2 separate regions of the Columba livia genome follow, and region 2 is linked to region 1. Evidence: chromatin contacts called from public Hi-C data. All regions are on one chromosome and are shown on one strand. The core of a region is the stretch at or near the end of the contact, and the rest is flanking DNA. Distances in the headings are between cores, read along the strand shown. Region 1 holds the start of COPS8 (COP9 signalosome subunit 8). Region 2 overlaps IQCA1 (IQ motif containing with AAA domain 1).

Region 1 (5,774 bases), core at 1,301-3,800:
GCAGACAGCATCTCCTGGCCCACCGCTGAGACACCTCTTAAAGCCCTTTGCCACCAGCCTCTGCCTCAGGGCTGAGTGAAACTGCATTGGCGATGGTGTGGAAATTGCTCTAGCCCAAGACAGGAAGGCCAGAGAGGCCATTGGGGCCTCTTGCTCAAAGGGTTGACTGCTCAGCCATGTTGCTGGGTTTCTCTTTGCTTGTGAGGCAAGGAAGGAGCCTGAAGACCCCAAGGAGCTGCTCTGGCAGCATCCCCAGCTCTCACAATCACAGAGTTTGCAGTTCATGCACATGGAGGAGATTAAACACCATGATAAGCCACTGCGGGGCACTGAAGTTGGTGTCACAGAGCAAGTTTTCATCAGTAATGGGATTTTTTGGCTTGGTAGGTGGCCTCATGGGGAAATGCATCCCTCTTGGTGGCTGAAGTGTGTGGCTTGGCTTAGTACATCGTGCTGATCGAGCTGGAGCTTGCACGGAGCACAGTGAACAGAGCACCCTGGGACTTGCATGGAGATGTCCCCATGGTGTTAAAGAAATGTGAGTGAAGAGGGGGAGAGAGAAGAAGAAAGAAAAAAAAAAAAGAAGAGAGGAAACAGTTTTTCTGGCATTGCTTGCGGAGAGGTTTTGGTGGCTCTGGGAGGCTCAGCTAACCAAACTGGAAAGCAACACTTCCTCTGTAGTCCCCAAAAGCTTGATGAAATCCTGAAACAAACAAACAAACAAACAAACAAAAAAACCCACCTGACTGCCTCAAAATGGAAAGTGGGATGTTTGGCAGCAGCCACAGCCCTTGCTCCAGTTTCCTTGGACCTTTTAGGTAGTTTCTTTTGCAGCTGGTGCCCTCTCGCGGAAACCTCTCATATGCTCCATTTTTACTTGTTTTGTTTTGTTTTGTTTTTTGTTTTCCCCAAAATGGGATATTTGCCCCGCAGGGAGAAGGAGCACGCCCGGAGGCTGCGGTTCTGCCCAACCCAAGCCCAGTATGGCCAGCAGTGCCGTGGACCAGCTCCTGCCTTCCCACCAGCGACAGGAAGGAGGATCGTGTCGGGATGGAGGATTGCGACATCGTAACGTCCCACCACAAGACGAAGCCTTCCCAAGACGATGTTCTCCATGGTGACATCCAGCTGAGGGCCAGGAAGGATGCTCTGAGCCTGCCGATGCTAAGGGAAGGTCTCCCACTGGCAGCATCATAAGCTGCCCCCCGCTTTGATCCCCTCCCCGCCTCCCGAAAAGTATGAGATAATTGGGAGTGGGAGCAAAAGGTGAGAATGATGCTCCTCTCAGATGCTCGAGTGTCAAAGTGATGTTGGCACAGAGCTGGGGCAACAAAAAGCCAGTGGGATGGATGTGGCTGGAGGGGACGGGAGCAGGACGCGGGGACAGTTGTTGGGAAAAGCAGAGCCCAAGCCTGGAGCAGCAGTGCCATCGCCTGGAGCCCTGCGCCAGGATGCTCTCCTCTGGGAAAATCCCAAAGCGAGCCTAGACACATGTTATTTTTATTTTTCCTTAGCTGAGACTTGTCCCAGAGCGTGGAGACTCCCAGACAAAGGGGCTGAGCATCCCTATTCTTTCCTTTTTTCAACATGAAAGCGTGGGCAGCGCTACTGGACAGCCCAGCCGCTGCTGCATCGGGCTTGCACGGGTCACCCTAGTTTTGCATCAAGGTGGTGCAGCTTTTGAGCACGGCTTGGGGAAACTCTCCTGTAAAAGGCTGGAAGAGTCGCTGGCTGAATATGAAGAATAAAGGGTTTGGGGATGGCGTTCGGGGTGGCGCTGGGGGTGGAAGGTGGCAGGAAGCACTTCATTGAAGGGAAATGCAGCTATAGATGATGGGGGAAAGCAAATTTGTTCTATTGGAAAGCAAGGGTTTGCAGAAAACAAGGCACCGGGGTTAATATTACTCTAAAAAATAAGAGTTTCCAGCTGTAGCCCAAATAATTGCAAAGATCTGGTGCCAATTCTGCCATTTTCCACTGATTCATGCACAAGTGTGCCTCTGACCAGTGCTGTGCTCCGTGCTGCAAACATGTTCAAAGTCCATCCTTCAGGGATAAATAATAATTAAAAAAAAAAAAAAATATGAAGTCATAAATTGGTCCCCTGAGCCTGATTCTCGGGAAAGGCAGGCAGGACTAAGGGGGTCCCAGTTCTGGAACTGGAGCCGCAAAAGGCTGCAGTGAAGGGGTGGTCCTGCCTATAAAATAGCGTATTTGCTGTTATGTGCCATTTTTAACATATTATGCGCTATTCTGGCACATGTGCTACTTTACGTAATGTATTTACACATGATGTGTGCTATATTATATTGTGTATGCAATGCATAATAAAGGCCGTAGGGTGTATATCTTACCCATCAAACAGTATGCGATGTATACAAATAAATAACTAAACATAAATCTGTTTGTTACACACAAACACACAGAAATAATGGGGGAAAAGACGCATAATGTAGCTGTCCCTTAAGCAACCTTGGGTCTCACACACGTGCTGGCCAGAACCCCGCCCACGGGCCCCTTGGCCACGCCCCCGGCATTGACTACGCCCCCGCAGTCCTCCACAGCATAAAGGTGCGGCTAGAGCGGCCTGCTTACCTTAGGCCATGGGTGGAAGTGCGCACTGCCCGGGACGGAAGTGACGTTAAGGCGCGGCCGCCTCCTTTGGGGAGGCGGTTCAGGCGGGCGGAGGTGAAGATGCCGGTGGCGGTGATGGCAGAGAACTCCTTCAGCTTCAGGAAGCTTCTGGAGCAGTGCGAGACCCAGGAGCTCGAGGTGCGGCGGGGACGGGCCCGGGGGTGGCGGGGGCCCTCGCGTGTTGCGGCGGGGCCGGGGCCGCTCGCAGCGCCCGTGGGTTCAGTACGGGCGTCTCCAGCCGCGGCGGGTGGGTCAGAGACTGTTGCCTGAAAGTTCTGGTTTCGGAGTCTAACCTGGTCCTGCACGGAAGGTTATTGACGGCTCTGCCTGTGCGTGTTTGTGAGGTTGGTTAGGGCTCAGTGCTTAAACTTGCCCGTTGTACAAAATCGCGACAAAAAATCATGTCAGTGTTGTTGTTTAACCCGACCTGGGGATACAACCACGACAGCCGTTCACTCACAGCCTCCCCCACCCCCCAACAGGGGAAAGAATCAAGGGAGAAACTTGGATTGAGATAAACACAATTTAATAAAATAACACAATACTAATACACTACTAGTAAATGTGTATATATATAATAGAAATAAAAGGTGTTCCTTGGCAATTCTTCTCGAGCTCTGTCCACAACTGAGCAGCCAGGCCCAGCAAGCCACACCTGGTTCTAAAAAGCAATCCCAGACAGAGAAAAGGAGAGGAAAAGGGTAGAAAAGCCCAAAGGCCTCTGCAGGATGGCAAAAGGCTGAGCTAAATGTCCCAACCAGACTTCTTCAGCTTGATAGCAACAAAAAGCAGAAGAGCAGACCAGAAGGCCCCACTCTTATATCTGAAGCATGATGCTAATGGGATGGAATACTCTCATTGATCAGGCTTGATGTCAGTCAAGCTCTGCCCCATTTGTGCCCTGCTTCTTCGATGCCTCGCATTTGTGGGCAGAGTGCTCAGAATGTCCTTGGCTCTCAGACCAGAGCAATTAAAAACATTAGGTCTGTGTTATCTCTTGTTCTCAAAGTCCAAATAATGAGCCTGCTAGCTACGGAAAAGAAAGGTTTCTAACTGCATACAGAAAATTAACCCATTTTCAGTCAAACCAGCACATTCAGAACCTTGCAAGCTGCAGACAAGTGAGTGCATTTTAGTGTAGTTATAAGGGTCTTTTCAGTGGGGAGGTTGTGTGTGTGTGCAAGGGAAGAGTTTGTATGTTTCCATGTGTTTCATGTGGTTGAGAAAAAGAAGATATTGATGAGGAGAGTGGAGCACTGAACCAGGCTTGGGGAATAGCTTTTAGATCAGTGGTGCACTGGTTATGGGAGCTCATGCTGGAAGATTCCTCTGTGCTGTTCTAAATTTTATTGCTTGGTGAGTTTTCGAGTCCAGCTGTTGTGCTGTTAGTGGTGACAGCCTGTGGTAAATCTAAGTGGCACCATGTTGATGCTGAAAACTCTTTCTGGATGGTATCTATGGAACCTCTTTTGTCTTGCACAGAGTTTTCAGTGTTTTTCTAAATGTGATGTTCGTGCATCCCACTGTAGCCATTTGAAATAAGTGAAAATTTTGAATTTTCCTCTTTCATGCACTCTTTTAGTGATTCTGATTTGTAGTTCTTGCTGCCTTAGCAATTGAAGGGAGAAAGTTGATCCAATATGTGATCACTTGCCACAGCAGAACTTTGACAAAGGACACAGCTGTTCAGTGGAAAATGTAATTAAGTAGGGGGTCTCTATTTATGGGTGTATATCATCAAGCTTCAGCTGATGTTTCTGCGCTGAGCCCAGGTGTCTCTCATGTCCCCAGCATGGTGCTGCTGCTTCTTGCTGTGCCCTGTGTTCTGTAGAAGAGGGTGATGGAGCTGGAAGGAAGTTGCTGTGCTGAAATATGAGTTACCAGCTGCATCAAGTGATGGGCGTGTGAGCACAGAGGAGCAGAAGAGCACCCTTGGACCATGTGTTGAGTGTGTCTTGCCTTTCCTGCTGGGAGCAGTTTAGTACTTGCTTTGAAGATGTTTTCCCATCCTTTAGAGTAGCACAGGCTTGAAGGAGCACACTAAGGTATATATTAGCGCACAGTGGTGGGGTTGGAGCTTGTCAGGCTTTGGGCTTTGCTTCTCTGGCCATCTCAGGAAGTTTAACGTATCCTCCTCACTTCCCTGCTGCAGAGTGTGTGGCCCCTGTGGGTTGTTGTAAAGCTGCTGAACTCACACTGCGCTCTGCTCAAGGTTTCTGCTCTGTCTGTCAGCAGAGTCTCCCAGGGTTAATGGCAACAAATGCACCTCTGGTAAACCATTCCCAAATGCTTTGAGAAAGCTGGTATGTTATTTGCTGTATATTATTTGCTGTGCATCTACATCCACATCAAGATTCTTGTGGGCACACTACTATCTGCTGACAGCCCTCGTGTTTCAGATCATGAGCTGATATGAGGGCTATTTTTTTTTGCAGGCTAGATGCAGCCACAGAGCTTCCTTCAGTAAGACTGTGGATTGTAAATCTAGTTGTTTTGGTACTAATTAGCTTTCTCTTCTGTTCCATTTGTCTTCTGTCAGATAAACTAATGATTTTTCTTTTATTTAGTACAGAGAAACACCAAAGGTGAACTTACATGGTTTAAACAGGAGATATTAGTTGACCTGGCTTTGTTTTAATAGGCTTGATCCAAGGAACAGTTGTGGAAACAGTTGTGTATGTAGGTGGGTGATGAGCCCTGGAGACAGTATAAGAGTAGCTGGGGATGGTGATATCTGCTCAGTGCTACAGCTAATCACTTGCTTTTGGCTTAGATGAGCCTATAAATCACATAGATAATTAAATCAAAGAGCTGTGTAATTGGCTTCCTGTGAGTGCTTGCTGCACTACCCTCTGATAAAATTCTAAAACCTTATTGGAAATCTTTTCAGCTTTTAAATGATGATAGACTTTCAAAATTTTATAACTTTATCATAATTCTTTTTTTCTTCCTTTCTACTTGTATGATTTATGAGGCCTGCTGAAATGTGTTAAGTGGATTTTTCAAAAAGGTAGTACAAGTGAGTAAAGAAATTTTGCTCTGGTGGGGTGCCCTGAATTGAACTGATAATTCAGCTCAAGGTAGGTGAAATTGTGAGTGCCTAAAAACAGTTGTTTGTGTGGAATTGTAAAGCAAAATGG
Region 2 (5,774 bases), core at 1,690-4,189, 180 kb before region 1:
TTTATTAAAAGAAACCATAAATCTGTATTCCTATCTACTAGAGAAAAATGTTTTCTTTGAAAAAGCCTGAAATATTTTCAGTCCCTTTTTTTTCCCCCTTTTGATAGTAGGCATGTCATGCTGCCTTAAAATTAAGGTGTGGTGCAGGAATTTGAATTTGTTTTTTTAACAGATGTCAAGTGTGACTTTTCAGACTTGCAAACTTTTTGTTGCTTGTGGATTTACTGATAAGTCGTGAACACAGCACAGAATCACAGAATGGTTGGGGTTGGAAGGGACCTCTGGAGATATCTAGTCCAACAAAAAGTGCTTAATGATTTTAAAATATTATTTGAAAGATCAGTTTCCCTGGAGATGTGTTTATACTCTCTAGTAAGCCTTCTAACAGTTTAAAATAGCTCTCTGCCATGACTAACATAGAAGGTAAAGAGCTGGAGAAAATTCATGGGAATTACTATCCTAAATTTGCAGAGCGAAATATACATGCAATTTCAAACAGTAACATGTTTGTAAATCTCAGAATAATGCTATAATGATTTTAGGCAATTTCTCCTGTTATAAATGGTATCGTGAAAACAGCAGTAATTAAGGCTCCAGCTATTTTTCTTTAGAAAAGCAGCCGTACCTGAATTTGACAATAGGTGGAGCTGTCTGCGAGAGAAGTAACCACCTTCCTGCAGCTATTTTTTCATTGCTTTAAAAGTACAGCTTCAAGACTTTGCCTTATTGTCAAATTCACCTCGTTCAGTGAGCTGCCTGTTAGGGGGCTGCTTTTGCATCAGAAATTCCTGAACCCTAGATGCTGAATATGCTCCAGCTCCTGCCTCTTTTACAATATGAGACACACCTCAGATTTCTCACTTTTGTAGTTTGTTGTAGTATGAACTAGCATACAAGACTGTGCAACTTTTAGCATTACCTGTAATCTCTGGAAGAGGCCTGAGGCCAGGCTGATTCACAGTCATGTAACGGGCAGACAGAAGTGGAGTGTACCTTCATTATCAGTTGCCCATCTTCTGTCTAATCCCACACTAAAACCAGGCAGAATCAAGCTGCTGCCATTAATAGTGAGGCTGTTTAAGCTAACATGACTTCACATGACATGCGCAAGTGAAAGGTCTACAGAGAAGTAGAAATGCAACATATTGATCAGGCAGATCAGCTTTTAAAATCTTGCTCCAATATATAATGTTTATCATAGATCAAATATACTCCGATCTTTAACAAAAAGGCCATAATTACTGATCACCCAGTACATTAGTGAACATGCAGGAAGCTAAATCACTTGGTGAAACTCCACAGACTGCAAATAAATGTGGCTGTCCTTAAAATACAGGATAGGTAAATTTCCTATGAATTTGCTCATAAGAGAGGCAGACGTACCGGGAGAAGCTTTAGATCTTCCAGGATATCATCAATGTAATGAAACTCTGAGTTCTCCAGCTTCACCATCTCTCTTTTCACCTCCAGGATCCGGCCAATCACCCCATCTAGCACCTGCCGAATCACTGCCTGCTTCTGCTGGTGAACAAGTTGGTCATGGGCTGCCTCCAAGTGACGGAAGATTTGCATGTATTTGATGTAGGAAGTGGCTAACAACTTGAATACTTTCACGAGGTCCTTCTCTGGCTGGAGGAATTCTCCTCTCTCTTTGCAGAGTTGAATATCGAGGTCTTTCTGGGCATCTGCCCACATCTTATTGTAAGTGCTAATTGAAAAGAGAAGACTACGTTAAACTAACATGAAAGCAAGAGTTAGTACACAATGATAACAGGACTCTATGTGTGTGGATTTCTCAAAAAAGCAAGCCTTGAAATGTGAGCCGTTATATTTATAAAGAGATTTTAACTACAATGTATTTTTAAAACGATTAGCAAAAGTTTCTCTTTTTGATTGTCTTAAAAATAGGAATCTTAAAATGGTGTTTTATTAATGGAAGCTTAAAATTTAAACACTTTTCAACTTCATCTTTAATGTGCCTGAAGCATCCTTCACATGCTTGACAGTGCCAGAAGTTTCATTTAATTGTGCTGAGAAGTCGGTTTAATAGAAAATGTGCTTCCCCGCAAAGCCCTTATGATGGGTGAAGGTGTCTTTTAGGACTCCCCATGTTTGGCATGAGGACCAATTGATGTTTCTAAAGTATGTGTTGTTCTTCTGCCTTTCTGAAGTGGTTGCTCAGAGCTAACTGCAGGGAAGAGGCTGTATTGGTGCCAACGCTAGAGTGTAGCTGTGGGCACTGTTTCAAATGTGAAGTAAGGAAGGAAAATAATTTCTTTCTATGGCAGCAACTGTTGCACTCCAAGCAATTGTTAAATGTCTGGTCTAGTAGTTAGAGGACTATGTGACAATGGAAGATGTCACCTAAGGCCAGCTTCATTTCCAGAAGTGATAATGCTGTTTACTTGGGTAGTTTTAGTATAAATAGGTGGAGCTCTGATATGAGTGTGGACTTGCTGACATTGGGTTTCAGGGTAAAAGCAGATCAGTGCAGAATTTTATGGGAGATCATCCTACAGGAGCAAGAAAGGGGGCCCAGACAGCTGGCTAAGGTAATAGAGAAAGCTGACTTTTGTTTCTTAGAATAGAGAGAATATTCCAGAAATAAAGGCCACTGGCCTCAATGGTGCAATTTAGACCCATCCAGGTGCTTAACCTAGATATTGTTTGCTGTTTCTAGAGCTTCTCAAAGAAGAATGAAGACAGCAAAAGACCCTGCCACCATTAGATGAGCTTTCAGAGCAGACCTCTTGTTCTGAGCAGCATCGAGGGAGTGCTTGTCTACTAATTCTGACAATAAAGCTTGCACAGCTGTAAACGTTGCTTGTGCTTGATAATAAATGCCTAAATTGGAGCTCTGTCAGCTGATCTTATCATTCCCAGTCCTGGAGTACTGAGTGGCCTGAGGCTTGTGCTGCAAGAGGGACCAGGGGGGTGGACAGGACAAACTCAAGGTCCCTGAGCATGGGGTGGGTGCTGCATATCCAGGATGCTGACAGGGCTGCTGAGACTCCCCACAGCTGTCAGCAAAAACACCAAAAATCTGAACCCCGCTATTGAATTTGCACCATTAACTTTTTAAAGTGCATATTATATTTTTCAGCTGACCTGGGTTTCTGCAGGATGCAGCTGGCCTGGCTTTTCCTAATGCCTCTGCAGCCCACCCAGGTCTTTCCCCTTCCTTTTTCCCTACTTCATTACATCCCATTGCACCACCCCAATCACTCAATTGCAGCAATTAACCCAGGTGCAGGAGATAAACAAAATAAAACCAGCAGAGTGGGGAGAAGATAGGCACAAATGAGACTAGCATTAGCTTTGACCTAACAGCTCTGCTGGTCGATCAATGCGAGTTTTGTGTACTTCCTCTGAAGTCAGGACACAGAAGAACATACACTGGTGTGAGGTTCACGGGGTTTTCCAGCACAGAAGGAAACAACGCGATATTGTACTTACTTAGCTGTGCCTACTCAAGGACCATTTGGTAATAGGGAGGTTATAAATCTTGGAGGAAGCCTGGCCCTGAAGGTTGTCCCCCCAACCACACCAGTGATTTATGAGCAGTGGATATCCTCAGGCTAGAGCATTTCAAATGCAGGTTATTGCATGGAGACAACAGATAGCACTGCCAAAGAGAACCAACTCTGCGATTGTCCACTCTAATTTACAATAATCTCCCTTTCTGCCTCCTCTGACTGAGGAATGTCAAGTGGTTCCTCCTGCTGAGCCAGCTAATATCTAGTTTCTTTTTATATTTTGAGTGACTTTTTTGAGGGAGGAGGGGGACAGAGTGCTCTAGCCCTTCAGAGTATGTTAACATAACGCAATATAGATGGAACATAATTGCTTCCATAAAGCATTCGTTTATCAGATAAGCATTACGATGATTGCAAGCACGTTGCTGTGGGTCAGATGTTAAGATTATGATTATTACAGTATACTTCTAGCTTGTAGTAGTGATGTTCTGTGTAACTGAATGCAAAAGAACGGAGAGGTCCACTGGGAAAAGAAGTGTTGAAGGAAAAGATTGATGTGGTACTGCTAAATTTTCAGCTGTGATAAGCTGATAGTACCTGTTGTGGTCAGGGTGACTGACAACTTGGGGGACCTGGCCCTAGTGCTCAGTCTTTAGGCATGTGATAGGGAACAGCAGATACATAATAATTGTACAGTGCAAACAGAAATATGATTTCAGTGTTTCTTTGGTTCACTCTGATTAAAAACTAGAGGACACATGTAGAGCCATTTGTTTCCCTTCCCCAAACAGGATTAGAATAATTATTTTGGGTTTTACTAGTGTCCAAATAGGACCCCTTCTGGACTAGTTTGAAGGATCAGATGTGCTAGGTTTTTATAGCTGTTTCTGAGGGACTCAGCAGAGCTGCTGTATTCCTGAGGAGCCCCTCAGCTTTGGCAGACAAACATGTTCAGGGGTAGTCAGTAGTAATGAGTTACACCTTACATGCAAAGGACAGGACTGATTCTCTTCACCTGGTAATCAGACAGTATGAAACCCCTAAAGCCCTATTTTAATTTTTGCCTATGTGCTCACTCTTTCTCTGCATTAAGTTGTAAACTCCCTCAAAATTGCTTCCAAGCACTGATGGGGACTGCAGTGCAGCCTTCAGCACTCTGGCGCTTTAGTTACTGGTCCATCTTGTAGGTTTGTTCCTGTTCTGTAACAGGTAGGTCATGAGCTGTATCCATGCCTGAGGATGATATTGGATCAGAATTAGAGGGGATTAGAGCATCTAACTAGCCTACTAGTGCAGGTAACCAGCAGGACTAAACATAATTTTCCTACTCAAGACATTAGATTATTAAATCCTGGAAAAGAAATAAGTCTGCCTCTTGATCTCTGCATGTGTATAGCAGTGTAAGTAACGCTGCAAATTGTCATAGCAACTACAAAACACAAGTGTTATGGGGAAAATAAGGAACGCTGTAATGGGATGAGGAAAAAACATATAAAGTGACTTAAATCCAGAGCCCCCAGAGTGTCTTCTGGCAGCTCACAGCTTGGAGGGAAGGTCAAAGCTTTACCTCCTAACTGATGTTCATTCTCTTCACTCCCACAAAGTAGAAATGGAGTCTAAAACAAGGAGTTAAGATGACTATTGTGCTATAGTATGACTTCTTGTTTGAATCTCACTTTTATTATTCAAAATAAAGCCTGATCTGCTTATTTAAAGCAAAGCTTAGAAATACGTTTTTCTGCTCAAGTTACAAAGAGATGTTTAAAATCCTGCCAAATTATTCATCGCCTCATTTTAATATTTCAGGGCCCTCTAACTCCACATGTTTTCTTGACCCATCTCTTCTTGCGCTTAGAATAAACGTGTCAGTTTTGAGTATGACTGAAGTTAGGCTGCTTACTTGCGTTGAACTGGTTTTGAGACTTCAGCATGTCCTTTTTGGAAATATTTGTGCTGAGCACGCAAACTGACCCTCAGACTGCTCTTGAGCCAGTAGTGGAATCTGGCTTTGCGGAGGTTACCTTTGTGTGTGTGGTATTTCTTTTTTCCGCTTAAGTGTCTTGGTGATTTCAGTTAGCTGCCAAAGGGAACACTATTTCTTTTATTCTAGGACAAGGCACAGTTTGCACTCCAAGCTGTGTCCATCTCTGGATTTGTATATGGGCTGAATGTATGTTGCTTTGATGCCCGTTTTTTCAGAGTTGTCTGTCCTCTAAGGACAGAAATATCTCATGTGCTAATCACGTGAACCCAGAGTGTAGTATTGCATGGGCCCTACTTGTATTTCTCACGTGATGG

Evidence for each region. Hi-C and Micro-C count contacts between places; a contact is called where the count stands out from the background.
Region 2: a Hi-C map of crop shows a contact between it and region 1, with 6 times the contacts expected there. The contact joins the enhancer-like site here to the promoter of COPS8 in region 1. A contact is called at or near these places in 2 of 2 Hi-C or Micro-C datasets (crop and liver).

What each region holds. Positions count from the first base shown.
Region 1 is chr7:33,720,176-33,725,949 of bColLiv1.pat.W.v2, reverse strand. It overlaps COPS8 (COP9 signalosome subunit 8), which reads left to right and starts at 2,550. Exons shown (of 8, transcript XM_065069169.1): 1 at 2,550-2,772. The coding sequence starts at 2,695.
Region 2 is chr7:33,902,171-33,907,944 of bColLiv1.pat.W.v2, reverse strand. It overlaps IQCA1 (IQ motif containing with AAA domain 1), which reads right to left. Exons shown (of 18, transcript XM_065069173.1): 2 at 1,384-1,708. It also overlaps LOC102092528. Among named protein-coding and RNA genes, the nearest start is that of IQCA1, 9.2 kb to the right of the region's middle. Within about 2 kb of position 2,939, at least 1 of the 3 cell types and tissues checked has an H3K27ac peak away from gene starts, as active enhancers do.